2 separate regions of the Mus musculus genome follow, and region 1 is linked to region 2. Evidence: chromatin contacts called from public HiChIP or PLAC-seq data. All regions are on one chromosome and are shown on one strand. Each heading gives the region's core, a stretch centred on a gene start, on an enhancer-like site or on the middle of the called end of the contact. The rest is flanking DNA. Distances are from core to core; before and after follow the strand shown. Region 1 overlaps Ano10 (anoctamin 10). Region 2 has its middle 10 kb from the start of 1700048O20Rik.

What was found. HiChIP or PLAC-seq counts read pairs in DNA pulled down with a chosen protein or histone mark.
Region 1: a contact with region 2 is called in a BATF HiChIP or PLAC-seq map of CD8 T cells, with 5 read pairs. The contact joins two enhancer-like sites. A contact is called at or near these places in 9 of 39 promoter capture datasets (the 3T3-L1 cell line, cranial neural crest, embryonic stem cells and 5 more), 1 of 484 Hi-C or Micro-C datasets (CD4 T cells) and 2 of 115 datasets of contacts at active chromatin or transcription factors (CD8 T cells and memory CD8 T cells).

What each region holds. Positions count from the first base shown.
Region 1 is chr9:122,191,730-122,195,953 of GRCm38.p6, forward strand. All of the region lies in intron 12 of Ano10 (anoctamin 10), which reads right to left. Among named protein-coding and RNA genes, the nearest start is that of Snrk, 77 kb to the left of the region's middle. Within about 2 kb of position 2,297, at least 39 of the 459 cell types and tissues checked have an H3K27ac peak or open chromatin away from gene starts, as enhancers often do. A contact at or near this core is called in CD8 T cells and memory CD8 T cells, where this site is marked.
Region 2 is chr9:121,925,113-121,929,381 of GRCm38.p6, forward strand. No RefSeq gene overlaps it. Among named protein-coding and RNA genes, the nearest start is that of 1700048O20Rik, 10 kb to the right of the region's middle. Within about 2 kb of position 2,094, at least 81 of the 459 cell types and tissues checked have an H3K27ac peak or open chromatin away from gene starts, as enhancers often do. A contact at or near this core is called in CD8 T cells and memory CD8 T cells, where this site is marked.

The DNA of each region.
Region 1 (4,224 bases), core at 1,047-3,546, 270 kb after region 2:
GGCTTTCCCCTTCCTCTGTACCCTCAATTCTCTGTCCCCCTCCATTTTCTCTTCTTTCTTTACACAAGTACTCACTCTTCAGCCTAGATTGGCATGGAACTCACTATGTAATTCAAGCTAGCCTGGAACTTGTAGCCATCCTCCTGCCTCTGCCTCTGGAGTACCTGTCTTTGAGCTCTGCCATTTAAAAAGGCCCCTAAGCAGTTCATGCTTCTCTGAAGAACACGAACACGGAATTACAGACAGTGGCTCTTGAGCCCCAGGAAGAATCCTATTTTCACGGAAGCTGCTCCAGCTTCCTTCCAACGGCCCTGGGTGGCCCTGGGTGGCATGGGGCTTTGTTCCCAGGCTGAGTCTTCAAAAGTGTTGTGGTTCTTGCTGACTCAGTGCACAGACACAGCTACTGCATTCTGAGAGCCAGAGCATGCAGGTGCCTTCACTTCCCATACCCAACACATTTATTTGCAAAACACTTGAGCCAGAACTAACTGTGGCCATGTTTTTGGAGGCAGTGTTTAAAATGCTGGGGACCCCAATCCACGGATATGAGTTTGAAACAATGTCATGCTGCTACACGGAGTCAACAGCACAGGAGAACTGTGTCCTGCGCACAGCCTGTGGCGGGCGAGGATGAGCGATGCACGGCACTGATGGGCTTACACAGTCTGGAAACCTTTTCTTTATCCTTCCTTACTGCAAAGTCAAGATGCTAATTCCACAACATTCCAAATCCCATCCCCTGCTTTGGAAACAGGGTGCCTACAGAATGGTGCTGGATGCCACTCCTGTGACCACCTCTGGGTCATCCCAACCCACAATTCATATAGCCATGAGGGTTCTTCAGAGATCATCTGGCCAATTCCAAGGTAATATGACTTGTTAAGTTTTTATGTCTCTTACACACACACCATAGTGCAGAGCTGACCCAGTCCTCAGAGTCACAAGCTTAGAAATGCTCCCAGAACCCCTTGACCTAGGGATGCTGCCAAATTAAATGCAGGTGTTCTTCGCCAGCTGCCCAGATGCTGACTCTTAGCACAGACCTGGAATCTCCCTGGAGAACAGGACGGGGTTATCTCATCATTTTGGGGGAGGCTCACCTCACCAGGTCAAGGGGAAGGAGGTCATCCCAGATATGCCCTTGTGCCTCACTTTTCATTCATAACTGGAGGATTCTTTGAAGGAAGAAGCCACTGCTCCTCTTTCTACTTCCTGCTGCGTCTCTTAACTTCCTAGGGTCCATTTACATTTGGGATCCTATAGCACAGCAACACTTAGAAGTGAATTAGGCCAGGAGAGGCTGTGCACACACAGACCCAGCTACTTTTCAGCTACTTATGGGCTGCAGCTCAAAGATCTCAAGTCAGAAGCCAGCATAGGCAATTTAGCAAGATCCTATCTCAAGATGAAGTGATAAGGCTCTGTGAATCTCTGTGGTAGCAGTTCCATCCCTGGCACCACAGGACCATGCACATACATGTATATACATGTACACGCACACACATGCACACACATATGAAGAAGAGTGCTTTCTCTTGAGAACAGTCATTAAGATCCAGAGTGGGCTGAACCATGAGGAAGAGCAGGGCTGGTTGGCTCTGTCTTCACTTTGCCTGCTGTTACCAGGAAAAAGGCCTACATACATACATTAACAGACACATAAGTAAATAAGTGCAAAAAAAGTTTTGTACAGTTCACACTTGAAAAAAGTCAACACATTAGTTCCGTACCCCCATCCCTTCCAAAAGTAATCTAGTTTTACTCTGTCTCGAATCAAAACAATCTCTACCCCGTGTGAGAGCAGACAGGGCGGGAGCTGCCTCTCAGGCATGTGCCAGTTTGCTTTCTGTCGTTGTCAGGAAACCCAGACTTGCAAATTAGCAATATGCCTATCAGTTTTTGCCAAGACAACAAAGACAGACAAGTGAATGTTCCTGCAGGAGGGAGGCTCAGGCACCTGAGTGGGGGTGGACAGCCTCTAGACAGCCACCCACTTTTCAAAACACACACAGGAGGCCATGCCTTTCCCCAACACAGGCCTGGGGTCAAGATCTACCTTAGAGAGTGACTGTTTCCTGGCAGAACTTCCCTGAGGGCTCTAAGTGGAGAGCCAGCAAGAAAGTAGGACCAAACCACCTCCCAGGTGACCAGGAGGCAATGGCTTTCTCTCCATCGCCTTTGAAACCGGGAACAACATTGAGGAGGATTTTTGGGGTGCGGGGGGGGAGGAGGATGGGCTGCTGCAGCCTACACACAGGAAATGGTCCGGGTTTCTGATGTTTGCTCTCCCATGGTCTCACTCACTTCCTGTTCTCTGTCAGTGTTATTTCCCAGAGCACCTGGTCACCTGTCCAGGAACCTTGTCACAGTGAAACAGCCTGAATCTTACCTCATGATCATTCCAGAAACCACAGGATCAGAATCACCCAGCTCCAGGACCCTAGCCTCACCAGAACAACTCATCAGCCACTCGCAACCCAGTCTAGGGAGGGGAATATGTGGATTCATACAACAGACAGGTTACTTCAAACATCCACTTCGTATACTTTATAGGCAGAACTTTATTTGCCTATAAAGCTAGTTATTGCTCCTGTAATCCCAGTGCTCAGGGGCTGAAACAGGAGATGTAAAGACAAGGCCAGCCTGGGCTACAGAATTAAGACCCTGTCTTTAAACAAATAAAATATCGTAGAATGAAATAAAGGTTGGAATGAGACTTGGCAGGTCTGTATGTGCAGGCCCTGTGAGGACTGCCTGAGATGAACTGCTGGAGCATAACCTATAGAGACACTGACTGGACTGTAAATCCCAGGTGTTATCATATTTCAGCAGCGAACAATTCTTGGTTCTGACTAGTGTATAGCACAAAGAGGTAGAGGCGGGCTCCAGGGGTGGGTCAACAGTGACAGTGTCGTCTAAGTCCCAAGAACTGTACTGGATGGAGGCCAGGGACTCAGGTGGCCCAGAGTGGTGGAGAAAACATCAGGGATCCCGTCGCCTCTTGACTCCAGGGAGGAGGCCCAGCCTCTGGTAGGATGTCCGCTGGCCCTGTGATCAGTGACTCTTTATTTATGCTTCTGTGGCGTCCCTGCCCACTGTGAGTCTCTGGTTCTGTGTATTCAGATAATGCAGCAATGATGGCATGTCTTTATGTAATCTTTATGAAAATTATGAAGGGAGCTAAGAGAACAGAGGCCCTCAGAGCCAGAGGCCTGGGGTGGGTGTTTGATTTTAGACAAACCTTTCTGTGTTAATTACAAAGAGAAAGAACCTCAGTCTACCTACTGTCCAGCTTCGTCAACAGCTAACTTGGGCAAAACTTGGGCCTTGGATCACCCAACTAGCCTCTTTTTCTGGATTGCTGGTGCATAACACGTCACTTCAAAATTCAGTGGCTTACCAAATCACTATCTCACACTTAAGGTGGGTCAGGAATTTGGAAGTGGCTGGGCAGCTTTGGTTGGAGCAGAGCTTCTGAGAAGCCTCAGAGTGGAGTCAGACTGCAGCCTCCAAGCTGGCCTGAGGCTGAGGGGGGAACTGCAGCTCAATACACCCTCTTGCAATCTGCTTTCTAAGTGAAGTTTTTTGGAACAGAGCCGTTCTTTTCTGTTGACAAACTGTCTACAGAACTCAGTACTTGTGACAGGGAGTACACGGCCGTACTTGTACACAGTACCTGTGGCAGAGTACACAATTGGGACTGTTTACTATCTGTTCTTTACAGAGAAAAAGTTGCCAAGTCCTGGTGCAGAGAATCTGAGCCGCTCAGTGGTGTTGGCAGCAGGCCATGTTCCTTGTCATGTGGGGCTCTCTGCTGCTACCTGAGTGTCCTTATGACCTGGCAGCTATCTCTTCCCAAGAGCCAGTGATTCAGGAGCCAGGAAGCCAGAGGCTTTGTCTTTATAACCTAGCCTAGAAGAGACATGCCATCATGGCTGCAGTATTGTTCTGGGTACACAGAACCACAGGGACACAGAGATTCTACAAAGGTATAAATGCTGGCAGGCACAGACCACTGGAGTCCCTCTTGCAACTGACAAGCACAGGCACACGTGTTCTTACACAGTAAACGCAGGGGCTGAGCAGGATCATGCAGCAGGGCTATTCTGCTCTTAACACTTGCCACTCCTGCAATGTAGATAATGTTTGACCTACTTCATGCTTAAACTTCAACCATCATATATGGTCCAAGCAACTCAGGGTCAGTGAAGGATTGGCTCCAGG
Region 2 (4,269 bases), core at 844-3,343:
TAGTAGGCACAGTTGACTCATAACTGAACAAAGTACCGAGATTAAGTCAGCATTGAGTCTCAACTTGAAATGTCAGCATCTACCTCTCCCCGAAGGCTCAGGGAACATCCATAGAATGGGGAACAGAATGAATGGGAGAGCCAGAGGGTGGGGAGGGCTGTGAGATTCTGTCTTCTGGATGATATGGCAATTGCATCCAGGAACTCCCAGAAGTTGTGGGTGCTTGCGTAAGATCAAGCTGTCAGTGTGTCCACATGGGTGGCAGGGTGCTTGCTCATGAGACTACATCCTAGCTGAGGTGCTGTTGGCACTTGATAGCTTCACCTGAGAGGAATCACCGAGAGAACTCAGTGTTCAGCAAAATGGGTCACCCAGATGATCAGCAAGTGGCGGTACTGCTGCCAAGCTCGAAGGACCGAGTTCAGGCCCCATCAGGAGACAACTAATTTCTGAGAGTTGCTCTCGGACCTCCGAACATACACTGTTGTGGCACATGTTGCTCTCATCCCAGAGTGAATAAATAAAAGTAATAAAATAAAATAAAAGAGAAGTAGGGGACTATTACCAGGACACGTTGTATGCATGCATGAGACTGTGAATAATAGATAAAATATTAGTTTTAAAAGGAAACAGAATAGGGTTGGAATGTATTTAAGGAAGATGAGTATTTGGGTTGGACCTCTGAGGACTCACAAGGCCAGGCTGTAAAAGGGAAGATGTTGCTGTCAAGAGAACCATTTGGAAGGCCTTAAAGAGCCGCTAAGGTGCAGAGGGACAGCCTGTCCTGTCTGTTTACTGCAGGGCACCTTGTGACTGAAGCCTGGGTGTCAGTGGACATCTGGATATCCCATCTGGGAAACTGACCTTCGGTTTAGTACCACAGCAAGCCCTCAGGGAGCACTGGGTCCTTAGCAGTTATTTACAACCTCAGAGGAAGAGCCCTTACTGCCATGGTCTTCAGAGTGCTTGAAGTAATCAGAACATATAAGCCCCCTCGTCCTCCACACCCACTCAAGAGCTTTGTGAAATCCTTTTCTGGGATCATGGCGTTAGGCAATATTTCCTGCAGTGAAACACCTTTGTGGGGAACTTGACGGCCAGAGAAACTTGTTCCTCCACGCAGAGGCAAGATTTGTATCTATTGCCTGTATTTAATGACACCTCTTGGTGAAACGCTGTCTTCCTGGGAATTGCCGTGCTCTGGCAGAACAGCTGAAAAGATGACTCGGTGACAAAGCTGAAGTGTCCGGGGCTCACTGGGTAAATGGAGCTCACCTGACCGTCAGAGGGGGCAACTGCAACTTTGTGAGCCAAGATGGGCAAGCACGGGAGCATCAATGTCTTTTCTCCAGGGACGAGGCAAGGTAGAACTGTCAGTGACAGAGGGAAAGAGGGGAAGGAAAGGAGACAGGCTTTGCTTCTGCAGAGAGAAAAGACCCAGGAAGTGTGTGCTATGCAGGATGAGATGAACAGAGCTGCCTGGGATGCTTTCAGAGCACATTGGACAGCAGATCCCAGAGTAACATGGAGAAGTTGGTGGTGTGGGACCACTGGGCATCCCTCCGCCTGGACAGTGGCTACTTTGGAGCTCCAGTTGCTTCCCAGGGAAAGTGCGACCCATGCTTCATGGCCATGTCTGCTCAGCCCCATGACAGGCAGGTGGACTGTGTCTGGGTACCTGCTGGAGCCAGACTGCCCAATAAGGACCTTGACCTCTTAAGTATTGGACTGCTGACAGTTGCCCCATCAGAAAGCTGCAGACCCAGAGGCTGCACGTCATGGTTTACTGCTGGCTGAAGCAGTTTCTAGAATAAAGAGCTCTGCTTGGTGTCAAATAACAGCCGTGGCAGCTGATAGTTGAGAGGCCACCATGTCCAGGGGGAGACTCAGGTAGACCTGAGAGGATCGGAGACTTCTTCCTAAGCTGATTGATTCCCTTTGCAGATGTAGCCCAAACCCTAAATAAATGTAAAATGTCAAACTCAGAGAGGACGTGGTCCCAGAGATCTTAAAGGTCCTCAGGGGTCTGCAGGAAACTGTGGGCAGAATGTTTTAGCTGTGTCAAGATCCCCGAGAGAAACAAGTTAAAGGAAGAAAGGTTTCGTTTTGACTCATAGCTTCCGTTACTTTTGGTTCTGTTGCTTGGGCCTGAGAAAAGATAGAACAGATCAAAAGTAGCCCACGATTTGAGCCACCTGCTTCACAGCAGCCAGGCTCAGGGCATGCCCTGGGGACCTACACCTTCCTTTAATCCCCTTCCACCATTCTCAGTGATGGTATCCAATTACGAATCCATCAATGAATGGATTAACCCAGGTGAGTCCAGAGCCAGTACGGCTCAATTACATCCTCATAGTCCATTACCTGGCATCCAACCTGTATGCCAGGACACAACTCGAGGGGGGCATTTCTGGTTCCAGCCAGAACTGGAAAGCAACGAATGAACACGATTAGAATATTGGCAAAGGAGCAAGCTGTCTGCCTCTACTCGGCTCAGTCACTCTGCACTTCAGAAGGTGTGCTTTCTCTTTCCACTTTCCAGGCCCCTAAAAATAAACGGATTTAAGAAAAATAGTAGAAATCACACAGCAAAAGAAGGAGTTCAGGAGCCGAAAAGGGACTGTAAGGGGAAGCGTGCCAGAGGGGTCAAAGGGGGGCGGGGGTCAGCAGGTGAGAGGGGTCAAAGTGGGGTCAGCAGGTAAGGAGCCAGACTGAATGACTGACTTGAACAACTGACAAAGACAAGGGGGGAAGCAAGCGGACAGTATGCAGGAGATTCGGCAGTGTCCACACAGAACAACACATGCATAACAAGACTCCCAGAGGAAACAGAGAAGGGCGAACAAGGACTATTTGAAGAAGCACCATCTGAAAAAAACCCAAATTTGATAAGTAAAAGATAAGTTCAGTCACTCACATCATAAGCAAATGTCAAAAGCCAGGTCCAGGGAGGGAAGCTGACGAGGGCCCAGGGTAGGAGGCTCCAAAAACCACCAAGGTCAATAATTCCAAGTGGGAGGGAGAGAGATACATAGGGAGAGGCATTCTCAAATGTATGGAAGCACCTCCCCTACTAGACCACTCTGGCAAGAAGTGTTCCAGGGTGTCCTTTAGATCAAAATGAAGTTAGATAATAACATAAAGCTGTGTGATGGCTGGCGAGATGCTTGGGGTAAAGGCAATTAATGCCTAAATCTAATCCCTGAGACCCACACAGTAGAAGGTAAGAACTGACTCCCATGGACTCAACTCCCGCACACCTGCTGTGGTGCACACGAACACACACACACACACACACACACACACACACAAATGAGTAAATGTTACAAAGATGCACGAAGAAAGGAAGATTTGTGAAAGCTAAGTGTGTGGCCAACAGTGAAAGCCAGTGTTGTGATTTTCATTTCTAGCTACTTTAAATTTCCTATGATTAAAAGGCATGCCTGCCTCCTCACACCCAGCAGGCAGGCTGCTGTTAAAGGGGAACAGAAAGCAGCTGGAGGCCTGAGGGTGCGGAGGTGAAACTGGAACCCTGGTGTCCTGCTGATGAGAACAGAGAGTGGCATTTGCTCAAAAAGTTAAATTAGCACAAGAGCTAAATGTTCCTACTCTAAGTAGAGACTGAAAAGAAATGAGTTAGAACATTGAGTGCTCCTGTGCACTGCGGCATTACTCACCATAGCCACTAGGTGGCAGCACCTCAGGCCAGCAACCAACAGAGGGATTAAAATATACATTTAGCATATATATATGCACACACACACACACACACACACAGAGAGAGAGAGGGGGGGGGAGAGGGAGAGAGGGAGAGAGAGAGAGTGGAATATAATTTGGCTCACTAGAATTGTCATCTTTCCATCCATTGATGCACCTGTCTGTCTACACTGTGTCTACACTGGACCTGCAGCTTGGCTCTGTATCTATACAGCTGGGTTCATTTGTGTCTAGCAACTTGTAGCTCTACACCGAGGCCTCCAGGTATAGACCTCTGAACACACACACACACACACACACACACACACACACACACACACACAAGCTAATATGGATAATTAAAATTGGAATGGAGGAACATATATTTGTTAACTGCTAGAAATTGAGACTACTTGGCAGTTTGAAGTAAAGCAACTGGTGTAGCTTATGAGCTTAATGTTAATGCAGTAAGTTATAATGCTTGGAAAGACAAACATGTCCACCTGTCTCTGACACAATGTACTCAGGACAACTTAAGATGGTATCTCAGTTACTGTTACTGCTGTGCAGATA